Linked DNA regions of Oryctolagus cuniculus: region 1 is linked to region 2. The links are chromatin contacts, called in public Hi-C maps. All regions are on one chromosome and are shown on one strand. The core of a region is the stretch at or near the end of the contact, and the rest is flanking DNA. Distances in the headings are between cores, read along the strand shown. Region 1 overlaps XYLT1 (xylosyltransferase 1). Region 2 holds the start of XYLT1 (xylosyltransferase 1).

Evidence for each region. A called contact is a pair of places that touch in the nucleus more often than the background predicts.
Region 1: a contact with region 2 is called in a Hi-C map of psoas muscle, with 2.4 times the contacts expected there. The contact joins the enhancer-like site here to the promoter of XYLT1 in region 2. A contact is called at or near these places in 3 of 6 Hi-C or Micro-C datasets (ear pinna, psoas muscle and an unstated tissue).

The regions. Positions count from the first base shown.
Region 1 is chr19:20,513,583-20,519,739 of mOryCun1.1, forward strand. All of the region lies in intron 5 of XYLT1 (xylosyltransferase 1), which reads left to right. Among named protein-coding and RNA genes, the nearest start is that of XYLT1, 280 kb to the left of the region's middle. Within about 2 kb of position 4,334, at least 1 of the 8 cell types and tissues checked has an H3K27ac peak or open chromatin away from gene starts, as enhancers often do.
Region 2 is chr19:20,233,377-20,239,636 of mOryCun1.1, forward strand. It overlaps XYLT1 (xylosyltransferase 1), which reads left to right and starts at 3,991. Exons shown (of 12, transcript XM_070064777.1): 1 at 3,991-4,743. The coding sequence starts at 4,390.

The DNA.
Region 1 (6,157 bases), core at 3,084-5,583, 280 kb after region 2:
TCAAAGGAGTGAGAAACTGTGTTTCCCTGAGAGAGCAGACAGGGCTTGCACAGTGTTCAAGGTATGACCATTAGGAACACTTCAGGCAATCCCAAAGGCTGAGCAGGCAGGCAGGCAGGAAGCAAAGAGGACGAGGGCTGGAGGGATTTTACTCTCAGCCCCAAAACTAACACACCTGGTTCTTACTAAGTATTGGCCCTGCCAGCTGCACAGGCAACCTGCTTAACCTACCATCATTCTTTTTGCCATGAGAAAAGTTCTCTAAGGCATGTCGTTTTAGGATTTCCAGTATGCAGAAGGTGACCGTGCTGCTCAGAAAGTGGTCACCTGCCCGAGATTGGATAGACAGTGGGCACAGCTCAGCAGCCAATCCAGCCATGGAGCCAGATGCCTCCTCCCCCAAGAAAGAACCCTGTAATCAAAATTGATTGTTTTACTTAATGCGTTTGTTTACATTTTTATTGTTAGGCTACTGGTTCACTTTTTACCCAACTGAAACTTCACCTCTGAGGTCTCCTGTGGAAACCAGGTGCACATGGGCCCCAAAGCTTCCAGGAGCTGCCCTGAGGCCCCAGATGGCCCTGCAGAGCCTGGGGCTCCCCCAGATGCAGAATGAAAACCACCGATCTGAGTGATGGAAAACAGTTCTGAAGTTTTCCGTCCCTAGAAACTGTCGAATTTTGATCTTAATGTATATGTCTTCTGTTTTTTTTTTTTTAATTTGTTTATGAGAGAGAAAGAGAGGTGCCATCCATCCACTGGCTCACTCCCCAAAATGCCTGCAACAACAGCCATGGCTGTACCAAGCCAAAGCCAGGAGCCTGGAACTCAACCGGGGTCTCCTGTGTGGGTGGCAGAAACCCAAGCACTTGAGCCATCACCTGCTGCTTTCCAGGTTGCACATTAGCAGGGAGCTGGATTGGAGTGGAAATGGAACTCAAGCCCATGACTCTGATATGACTTGGGAGTGTCCCAGCGGTGACTTGACCCCTCTGTGCAGCAGCGCCCACCCAAGCTGTGTCTTCTGTTTTCAACAGTCCTCCATCGGCCCTCTGAGATGAACAGACAGCCTTGGAAATCTCTGAGCAAGAAAATGCTGGGTGCAGCACCTCCTGACCCTCCAGGACCTGCCTCTCTCAAGCAGTGGTTCTGTACCACAGGTGGTTACCGTGTTTGACTTTCCGTAGAGGGTTATGTGTCTTCCTGTGTGCGTAGCAATGCATTTGACCTCGTCCAGTGCAGACAGGCTAGAGAACCTGGCAGGCGGCCCAAGGAGAATGAGGTGATCAGTGACAGAGTCAGTTACCTTTAGAGCTCAGTCCCATCCCGGAGCTGAGATTCAAACTGACCCAACCCTGAAGTTCTGGGAGCTGGAGGATGTTGCTATATCCTGTCGCTAGTACGGCACAGCCTCCAGTCCATCGAAGTAGGAATAATAATAGTAACAGCAATAATGATAACAGCCAACAGTCTAGCACTCTCTGGGCAAGATCACAGAACCCGTGGTGGATCTCTTTCATTGTTTCCCGCCCCACATTCATTTCCCTACTTCTGGTCCTAATTTCTGCCTCAGTTAGAATTTTCCAGTTGCAGCCAGCAGAGAGTTCCCTTTTGCTTCATTAAATTTGCAAGCCACTCCATGAAGTAGGTATTGTTATCTCTTACGGGTGTAAAGATGAGCAAGTTGAACAGGAAGTAGCTGACCTGACCTGCCCAAGGTCACTAGCCAGTAAGTGGTAGGACCGGAACTCAGTCCTCCTCCCCATGTTCCCAGGTCCCCGTGACTTTGACCGCATCGTCAGTTGGTATGTTAGGGACACTGGTGTGGGGGAATCGTAACAGATAGATTGTAATGGCCGTGGTCATTATTTGTACATACCCAGTGGAGTGTGAATAGTACACACAGTATATTCTCAGCCACAAACACGAGGGGAACTTGAGCTTTCAGTATACAGCCCAGCATAGTTTAGGGGTCATTTAGGGGTCTCTGTACAGACCCACAACAAACTGGGAACACTGGTGTGAGATCTAAAATGTCATACCTTGGCAGGAGGCTACATAGAGGAATGGGTGATGCCTTGCGTGCTGCCTATGCAGCTAAGAATATGGAAACTCTTCCCAGTGGCTCTCTCATACTGAGACTGAGCACCTGCTGTGGGCCATTTGCACGACACACAGGCAACTCAGAACAGTGTTACTCCCATTTGGCAAATTAGGAAACTCCAGGCCCAGTGAGCTTGAGAAATTTGCTCAAAATCAAACAGCAGTTCCACGGCGGAGATCACAGAAGTTCCTGCAGACACCTGTCGGAAAACGTCTTTCATTGTAGCCAGGTGTTGGCTTTTCCCGCTTCAATCACATCTGCTTTTCAGAGACTTTCTTCTGTCGTCCTCCCCCGAGGACCTCCCCTTGCACTCAAAGACCAGATAGCTGGCTGTCATCAGTCATCGTATGGGAATGCAGAGTTTGGGTAACCAAATGTTCTCATTTGAGATGTCTTGTGGAATAGGAAGATGGCTACGTTTCAGAGAATGGAAGTGCAGTCAGACTCGCGTGCATACATGCAAAGACACAGGCGCACACACCCCAGGCTGAATGTCGAGCCAGCTCCTTGTTCACGCTGCCTCACCCAGGACCCAACGTGGCCTCCTGGTGCCAATTCTTGTCACTCACCTTTCCATTACAGCTGTCTGGTGAAAGGCCTGATGTGCGCGGAGTGCTCATTGATGGAACGTCAGATAAACTGCCTCTTAAGAATGGCTTATGTGTGTCTGAAATGAAAAACGTGTTCTCACAAATGTTCTGCAAAAGCGTTTAGGCGAGGAGAGATGGCTTGCCGGTCCCTCCAAATGCAGTCAGCGTCTCTCAGACCTGCACCGTTTGGGCCAGTAATGAAAAAGCAAATCCAGTTAAAAGGGATGGGTTTTATCATCCAGGTGGTTCTCCAGTTTGTTGTGGGTCTGTACAGAGACCCCTGTCCTGCAGGGGCCTCAGACCACTTTGTCTTTGTCATGGAACTGATCTGTGCTCCAGTTTGTCTGTTGTCTGTATAGCATGTGGACCTGACTGGTTTTGGCTTCCTTTTGGTCTCACTGTGCCCTGCTGGAGGACAGGGACCCCTGCACCTCATCCACTGCTTCTCCATGGCCTGACCTGTCCAGAAAGTGGGCAGTCAGATCTCCCAGGACAGCAGTCACAGCTTACAAAACCGTAGAGTGACACAGGAGCACTCAGTGTTTAGAAAAGTACAAGTAATCCCAGAGATGCAGCAGGCAGCGCCAAATTGTTAGCAGCCTGTGTGCCTCGCTCAGGAGTCAGGCAGTGGTCCTGCAGGTGGCGAGGGGCCATTGAAGACGTTAGGTGGAAGAGGTGACATGATCAGACGTCTGTTCTCAGAGGATCCTGCAGCTGCTTCCTGGAGGGCACATGAGACAGAGCCTGCGGCTGGGGCAGCATTTTCTCCAGTTCGCTTTTCCTCTGGGCCCAGCAGCGGCTGTGGTCAAGCCTGGGGGTCCAGGAAGGAATGTGATGACTAGAATTTTCCATGCATTTTCTCCTTATCTCAGCAAGAATGAGTCCCTCTGTATGCTTGGACGGCACTCACACCAGGGATTTGCCGTATTTCCAGTTCTTTGGCTCTTGCCTTTTCTCCAGAGAGCCCTGAACTTGATCTTTCTTCAGTGTCATTCTGCAATCCTGGACTTGCTTTGTGCAGCACCAAGGCTAATGGCCATGTGTCCACTCCCTCCCTCTCTCCCACCCCCAGTAAGCCAGGGGGGGGCCGTGGCGCTGAATGCACTCCTGAGATGGAGCAGAGGTGGGAAAAGGCACAGGAGCGGGGCACGCACCCTGCACAGAGGTCTCACCCGTGTCACCTCCCAATGGGCAGCGTACGTCTGACGTCCGTCCCTTTGACGAGAAATGGCTTGAGAGGGTGATGGCAGTGTACTGTGTGTGTTTCCTGGCTCTGTTTGTAAAGAAAGGGAATTTCACATTCCTGAAGCTTACTCCCGAGGAGGAGAGTGAGATTGGAAAGTGCGCGGGCTCTGGCCCTCGGGTGCACTTGGAGACTGTAGACAGGCCATCGAAGCTCTTCCAGCCCTGCCCCACGCACCTGGCAGCCAGCATCTGCTGGGAGGGCTCCCGAGGGGTCAGAGGAGGACAAGCACTTGACACTGGGTCGGCAGCAGAGGGAGATGCTTCTGCAGCCGCCGTTGTTGTCTCACGAGCACTCTGACCCTGGGGTTCCTTGCCTCCCTCAAGTCTCCCCCAGTTCACCTGGAAAGACCTGGGAGGAGCGTTCCTGGCAGAGAGAATGGGATGGGCGCAGGCGCAGAGACTGAAGTGAATGAGGGCGCTCCTGGCCTCCAGGGAGTCTGTTCATCCTTCAAGCCAGGGTGGACTGAGCCCTCCCTGTGGGGCACAACGCAGAGATGAGCCTTGTGAGCCAGAGCTCCACGTGGGCCCTTGTTACACATGTCAGGGAGTGAGTGGTGAGTGCCTGCTGTGTGCTAGATCCTGGGGGAGCAGAACCGAGTTAGATGTGTGACGTCCGAGGTGCAGTCCTGGTCCTATTAGCTGACAGATGGACTCCAGCTGGCCCAGATGCGGGGGTGTGTCATTCTGCCCCTCCACCCACCCCCTTGTTGTTTGACAGAGGTCATGTGCACATCTGGGTGAGGTCCCTTTCCCCTCCAGAGTCCCATTGGTGGCTGGTACTCTGGGAAAGACAAAAGGCCCTGCCCAGGCCTGGCCACCCTATCCAAGAAAGCCCACCCTGACAGCCAGGAGCCAGGTCTTTCCAGAACACACCCCCCTCCATCCCCTTTGCAATCTCCTCTTTCCCCACATTCCTGGCAGCCAGACAGCCTGGTTCCTGGGCAAGGGCGCGAGCCCCGGCTGTGCCCTCAGCTCTCGAGGAGGCCTTGTTCCATATGGTGTGTCTTTCCAAGGGCACAGAGGCACCTTTATAATGTCTGTCCTTCAAGTGAAGAATTCCACTTCTAGGAACTGGGGGGAGGCTCACGCAGGGACATTCATGGGAGCAGCATCTGTAAGAGGCAGAAAATGCAGGCAGCCTCCGAGCCCATCACGAGGGGATTGGCTGTGCCATCCTGTGACGCTGACCTCCGTGTACTGATGGCACAGGACAACAGAATTTATCACAGCGTCAAGAATCATATATATGTATAATATAGTTCCATTTCTGTCATTGTAAATTAGATATAAATATCCCAGCACGTACTTCCTGGGGTTGCACAGGATTCAGTGGGCTGATAGATGCAGAGTGCTTGAAACAGTGTGTGGCACCACGTAGTGGGCATGCGAGTGTTAGATGTTGCTGCTGCTGGTGTTTGCTTCACTGTCTGGCTGTAATCTGAGCTTCTAGAACAATGGCTTTAAAAGCACAGGAAAGGGTGACAGTTGGCCTCCCACCATGGTGGCTTTCTGTACAGCTGGGCTCATCGCGGAAGGATCAGCTTTTAGCACCCATGGGACATGACACGTATCCTGCGGCTGCACTCCCTGTGGACCCTTCTGTCCGGTGTCACCACCTCATCTTGGGCTGCCTGGGGACCATCTGATTTTAGAACCAAAAGTTCTGTGTCCCGAAAGCCTAGAAGTCCCAGAAGCCAGGATGATGGCCCCCTTGTCGCCTAGCTTATTTTGGAAATAGACAGCGCAGTGGTCACTGTTGCTTTTCTTGCATCCAGTGTAAGAAAAGCCTGAGTGTTACAGCCAGGTGGGAGGGTATGCAGTCGCGAAAAGGAAAGAAATTCTGATGCCTGCTGCAACGTGGATGCCCCTGGGGACGTTGTACTCAGGGAAGACAGCCGTGCACGAAGGGCAGACACTCCATGTGCCCCAGGTACGTGCGTTCCTATACAGCACATAGAGCAGTGCGCACACACACAGTAGCGAGACTCTCAGGGACAGAGCGAAGGGTTACTGTTTCATGGGTAGAGTTTCAGGTTCGCAAGATGAAAAGAATTCTGGAAATGAATGATTACACAACAATGTGAATGTGCTCAATACCAGTGCGCTGTGCACTTCAAAAGGGTTTAAGTGGTAAGTTTTATGTTTCGTGTATTTTACCCTTGTAGAATAAAAAGATGATCCATTGGGTGTCATAAATACTGTTTTGTACGATGCAGCG
Region 2 (6,260 bases), core at 2,741-5,240:
AATATTATGAAACTCATGATAAGAATTATCTCATTTCATCCTCACAAGCAAGCTATAAGATAAGCCTTATGATCAGCCCCGTTTTGCGGCTGAAGGCATTGAGGCATAGAAGTTAACTGGTGCAGAATGTGTCAGCGAGAAAGTAGCAGAGCTGGGGGTCTGTCCTGGGTGTTCGGGCTCTTGTCCACTCCACACACTGACTGCTCTTCCTGCCCACACCCCTCTCCTGCTGCCCTGACCTCCTGGCCACTCCTGGGGCCTGAAGACCCCTCTTTTCCTGATCTCCCTCAATACCCCTAGCTCACAGCTGGGCCTGTCCAGGAGCTCAAAATCACGCTTTAACTGATTGCCCCCTCTTTCCACTGGAAAGTGATGATGAGACAAGATTTGGGGGTGTGGGTAGGGAGGGAATCCCACACATCAGTTGGAATTTCTTTAGAACCCCGGTTGTCAGTCAAGCGAGCATGGGAACCATATTTAAAAACAGATTTTCGCTAGAGAATCTACGTCATGCTGTAGTTTGCTTGCCCAGCGTGTAACAGGGTCCAGTGCATCTTTGTTGAGTAATGGAGAAATCTTTGAGAATTGAGAGTCACTGCTGTGGCCAGGGCTACAGCCGGAGTCCTAGGCGGTACTTTCTGCTCTGTTGTACACACCCCACTCTGCCTGTCTCACATTGTGCCACCTTGAGAGCTAAAGGCAGAACTCTCCTAATGTGAAAAGGCTCTTTGTGCTTGGTTTGATTTAGGGACACATGACGCCCACACCCTGCTCCCAGGGGCTCAGGCACTACGCACAGCACCAGTGCGCCCCATGAACTGAGCTGGGCATTTCACATATGCCAAAGTACACGCCCACCCAAGCCGCCTGCTGCTTGGCCTCACTTTGGGGAAGACGCTTGGGGTCTGACTTGGGGCAGGAGGAAGGACCTGGTGCCCCCGGGAGCTTGCCTTCCTGCTCTTCCACTTCAGATGATTTTTTCATCCTAGAAACATCACATAAACTGTTGATGGCATCCATAACCTGCCTGAGGGTTTAAACCTCCTTCTTGGTGGTGTTTTATGAGTTAAGATAAACAACCCTCTCTCTCTCTCCCCTCCAGGGACTTGGGGCCCTGGATCCTTAACCTCTCTCTTAAGCCTCTTAAGAGGACTGTGGCTAAATGTGTCTCATGGAGGAAGCAGATGACATCACTGTTGCTCAGGGAAGAAATGCAGCAGAGACCTGGAAGCAGAGATGGGCCAGAGGCAGGGCTGCCAAGAGTCCCAGAGGAGGCCCTACTGGGATGCTGGGATCGGGACATGGTTTAGACACCAAGGGAGAGAGCTGGCGACCTGATGGCTCTTGGGGACCAAGTCATCCACCCACTCCTGTGGCACTAAAGAAGCAGTGGTCCCTGGTGGGGAGGGGACAGCTCAAGGTTGTGTGGCAGGAGAGAGGCTAGGGCTGCCTCCCCTACTCACTGCCTCTTTGCTGTCAGACCCTGAGCCCCAGGGAGCACCCAAGTGGTTGCAGGGAAGTTGGCTTCCTGCCAGTGCCAGCGGTGAAGAACGGGCCGTTGGCCAAGCTGATCAGCACATTCTCTCTCTCTAGCCACAGTGATCGGTTTAGGGGTGGACCTGAGCAGAGAATCCTGGGGAATACTGACTCTCCTTTCCCCGCATTAGAAATGTGCATGTGGTGCAAGGAGTCTCAGCTACTGAGGGCACACATCTGTGACATGAGGAGAGGACCCATGGAAGGAAGAGAGGAGATACGGAAGGGAAGGGAGTTCTAAGTGGTGGTTCTGAGCAGCTGGATCGGACCTCACCTGAAGTCTGCTCTGGAATGTTCAGTTGTACAATCCAGTAAAGTCTACTTTTTAAGAGGGGTGTTTTCTTGCTTGCAATCCAAAGATTCCCACCTGATAAAGAGGTGGCAGGAGACTGGTGGCCCTGGGAGCTGGCCTGTGTGCCTCTATCCCATTCCTCAGTAGACGCGCTGAACCTACTGGGCCAGGCTGTAGATACTCCGAAGGCTCCCTCTGGTCAGGAGCTAGGAATCCCATCGAGTTTGCATCCGGCACTCCTAGTTCAGGGAAGTCGGTTGGCTAAGATGCATGGGTCCAGAAAACATTTTCCTGGGGGTCACTCCAGTACCTTCCTCTCTCTGGTGAACCTTAAGAACTTTGGGCATGTCCCTGTAGTGATGCCAGCCTCATTACATTTAAAAGATTTTGTTGGGTCCGGTGTTGTGGTGTCGTGGGCTAAGCCACCACCAGTAATGCTGGCATCCTGTATGGGTGCTGGTTTGAGTCCTGACTGTTCCACTTCCAATCCAGCTCCTTGCTGATGTGCCTGGGAAGGTGGTGGAGGATGGCCCAATTCCTTGGGACCTGCACCCATATGGGAGACCTGTAAGAAGCTCCTGGTTCCTGGCTTTGGCTTGGCCTAGCCCTGGCTGTTGTGGCCATTTGGGGAGTAAACCAGCAGATGGAAGATCTCTCTTGTGTCTCCACCCCCCCAAACTCTGCATTTTGAATGAATAAATAAATCTTTAAAAGTTTTTATTTGTTTACTATCTGAAAGGGAGAGGGGGAGAGAAAGAGATCTTCCATCCACTGCTTTATACTCTGAACACCTTTAACAGCCAGGGCTGGGCCAGGCCAAAGCCAGGATGGAACTCAATCCAGGTCTCCTACATGGGTGCTAGGGGCCCAACCACTTGGGCCATCTTCTGCTACCTCCAAAGGAGCCTGTTAGAAGGAAGCTGGAATCAGAAGAGGACCTGGGACTTGAACCAGGGACTCCAACATGGGACTCAGGCATCCCGCATGGGGTCTTAACTAGCGGGTCAGACGCCTGTCCCAGTTCCACTAAAGTTCAGTAACTGACACCTGCGTGCAGTTGCTCGGGGGAGGGGAGCTCAGTGCTGGCTCACGTCTGGAGCGCTGAGCCTGGCCGGCTGTGTGACACAGGTTAGTGTTCATGGATGCTTGTGGAGGCGATGACCTGATCATCACTCCCTACCTCGCTCTCTAGTGGATCCTCTTTGCACTCCACTGGCTTCCCTTAAAATCAGGATGAGGTCAAAAAGCACCGTGGACCTGATGTGCTGCATTCCCACAGGGCGTGCAAGTCCTGCACAGGTTGCCAACCCCATCCCGCGTGGCTGCATGCAAAACCCTGGACCGGAGAACAGGGGCGGGAAAGACCGGATGCATTGATTCAGGGCCTGCTGGGGATGCAGCTGGAGCTGGGAAGAGGCAGCTCAGGCTAGGAGGAGCCCTCCCCGCTCAAGGTCACCAGGAAAGAGGGGCCAGGACTGGAAAGGACAAGACCCATTCCCCAGGAGTGAGCCATGTGTAGGCAGAAGGCGGGCTTCCGGGTGGGTGCAGTGCGGGGCACGAACTCCGGGGCTTTCAGCCTGCGAAGGAAAGCCCACGGGTCTCCTTTTTCACACTAAAGCACTTTGCCGGGCATGGAGTCTGTTGCCTCGTGAGTCCGCAGGGACCAGCGCAGTGACTCAGTGAGCGCCGAGTACTCCGCCAGGGGTGGGCGTGTGATTCAGGAGTCACTCACGCGCTGGCGCGCATCAATCCCAGGCGCTAGGCAAAGCCTCTTCCCACCCTAACAGCTGGGATCCAGGGGTCCAGCTGGGACCCCGGGTGGCTGGGGTCCTGGCCTCTCGCCTCCACTCGCCGCCGGGACGGCAAACTCCGGGCAAAAAGCCCCGCTCTGTTCACCCGCCTCCCGCCTGCTCGCCACTCGGGAAGGCAGCTCTCCGGACCCGCCGCTTCCAGACGCCCTGGATGTGGAGCGAGCCCACCCGCTCCCGAGCTGCCCCACTGTCCTCGCCGCCGCCGGCCCTCCTCCGCGTTCCCACTCCGGTGCTGGAGGTGTTCAACTGCCCCAGTCGCCGCCCTCCCCTTTCCCTCCTCCCTTCCGCACCTCGGCTCCGCCCCCAGCCCCGCCTCTCTCTGCCCCAGCCCAGGGGCACCCGGCCCCTGCCCTGCCCCATCGCCCGCCCCTCCTGGCTGGGACCAGAGTGTAGGGGAGAGGGGAGCCGCGCGGGCTACGCGCCCCCTCCTCTGGAGCCCCGGCCCCGCACGCGCGCGCGCGCGCGCTCCCGCCGCCCCCACCGCGGCCTCCGGCTCCCGCCTCCCAGCCTTCCCCTCCTCCTGGTGACGTCCGGGTCCCTGCCCGTCTGAAAACTCCGCGCCGCGGCGGTGGAGGCGGCGGTGGCGGCGGCGGCGGCGGCGGAGGAGGAGGAGCGCGGCGAGCCGAGGCGGCGGCGGCTCGAGTGGGAGCCCGAGCAGCAGCCGGCGGCAGCGGGAGCCGCGGGCAGTGCGGGGGCAGCCCGGAGCGCGCCGGGGGTCCCCGCGCCCCGCTCGCCCGCCGTGCTCCGAAGATGGTGGCGGCGCCGTGCGCCCGGAGGCTGGCCCGGCGCTCTCACTCGGCGCTGCTCGCGGCGCTCACGGTGCTGCTGCTGCAGACGCTGATCGTGTGGAATTTCAGCAGCCTCGACTCCGGGGCCGGCGAGCGCCGTGCGGGCGCAGCAGCCGGCGGCGCCGAGCAGCCGCCCCCGGCCCCGGCCCCGCACCGGGAGCGCCGGGACCTGCCCGCCGAGCCGGCTGCAGCCCGAGGAGGTGGCGGCGGCGGCGGCGGAGGAGGAGGACGGGGGCCGCGGGCGCGGGGAGGCGGCCCCGGAGATCCGCGGGCGCAGCCTCCGGCCCGCCGCGGGGCACTGCCCTCCCGGGCACTGGTAAGATCCCCCTCTGGGCTGGCACCTCGCGGGGAGGCGGGAGGGCAGCCCTTGGACCCTGGTGCCGGCTCTCCTCATATCCCCTGGGGCCCCTGCCGGTTGAGGACTGCTGCTGGGGGTCTGGGGAAGTTATTTCCAGGGGACGCGCCCTGGGAGGTGACCGGAGCCAGCTGGGGTTTCTGTTCTCCGGGTGCCTGGCGGTTGCCCTGACCTGTGTAGCACGCGTGGGGCTGCTGGTGCGACGCTCGCTGCCTGGTGTGTGCATCGCGCCCGGAGCCTCAGCCGCTGCTCAGGGGTGGCTCCCGCAGCTGCATCTCTTTGCCGAGTTGGGTGCAGACAGCTGAGTCCCCTGCTCGCTCTGGCCTGGTGTGGAGGCTGGGGTGCACGCCCCTGAATCAAGACTCAGTCGGGGATACCTGGGCTCACTCTGGGTGTCGTGTGTCCCCTTGGTGGCCAGCTGAACCTTCTATCTCCAACCATGTTCTCCCATCTCTCGCTCGCTCGCTCGCTCGCTCTGTCTCTGTCTCTTTCTTTTTACCTCCTCTTCGTTTCCAATTCTGGGACATGGCCCTTCACTTCTGCGAGCCACTTCCCTCTCTCTGTCCTGTGTGTGTTGTGTCCCTCCATCCCGCCCTTCTGGTATGTGAACGGTTTAGCTTTGAACCTGTCTGGCGAAGCCCGTCTGGGGTCCTTCCGCTTCTTGGCCTTCCTCCCTGTCTCCAACTTCTCCAGGGATGCCCTTCACACCTCCTTCCTGAGAGCAGGCAGCGGGCCAGGGTCTCACTCAGCTCAGGCAGGTGGGTGTGAGCCTCTGTCTTCAGGCACAGCTGATGTGCTGGGTGTCTGTCTGGAGCATGCCACTTGCCTGCCTGCAGGGATTTGCCTGGAATCTGAAGGATATCAGACACGGGGCGGTGTGTGTGCCTGTGAGACTTCAGCTTCCTTAGGGACCAAGCGCTTGTCCCTGCCGTGTGTCACGTTGGGAGCCCTCACTGAAGACCGCCTCCGTGCACAGCGTGACACTTTCTGAGCTGCTCAACTTCTTCAGAGTTTGCGTGACCCTCTGTGCCAGCGTGTGGCTCTCTGTGCCTGGAGCCAGCCCTGGGGCGGGATGTGATGGCATTTCCCACTGCTCTGTGGGGTGCAGGGAGCCCCAGGACATTGTCAGGGAAGGGTGTTGTGAGCGAATGCCTTCTGACTCCTGGAGTTGATCGTGATGTGAACTGGCAGAAACGTAACTACAAGTTCCCGCTGAACTCAGGAGCCCTACAAGGAGGTGGGGTGGAGGCGTCAGGGGCAGGTACTGCCAGCCCCGGGTAGAAACACAGAGGATCGACATGGGGGCATCAGGGGCTAGTTCAGATGGGGTTCCTGGGCCCTTTTAGGTTGAGCAGGCCACCTGTTGAAACAAGCGAACGGAGAGAAGGGGTCTGGGCTGACTGTCTTCAGGGGTTCCTGCCTGTAGCGCATCCATCCACAGTTTCCTTTTGGGCTGTCTTCTTCTCCCTCTCACCCCG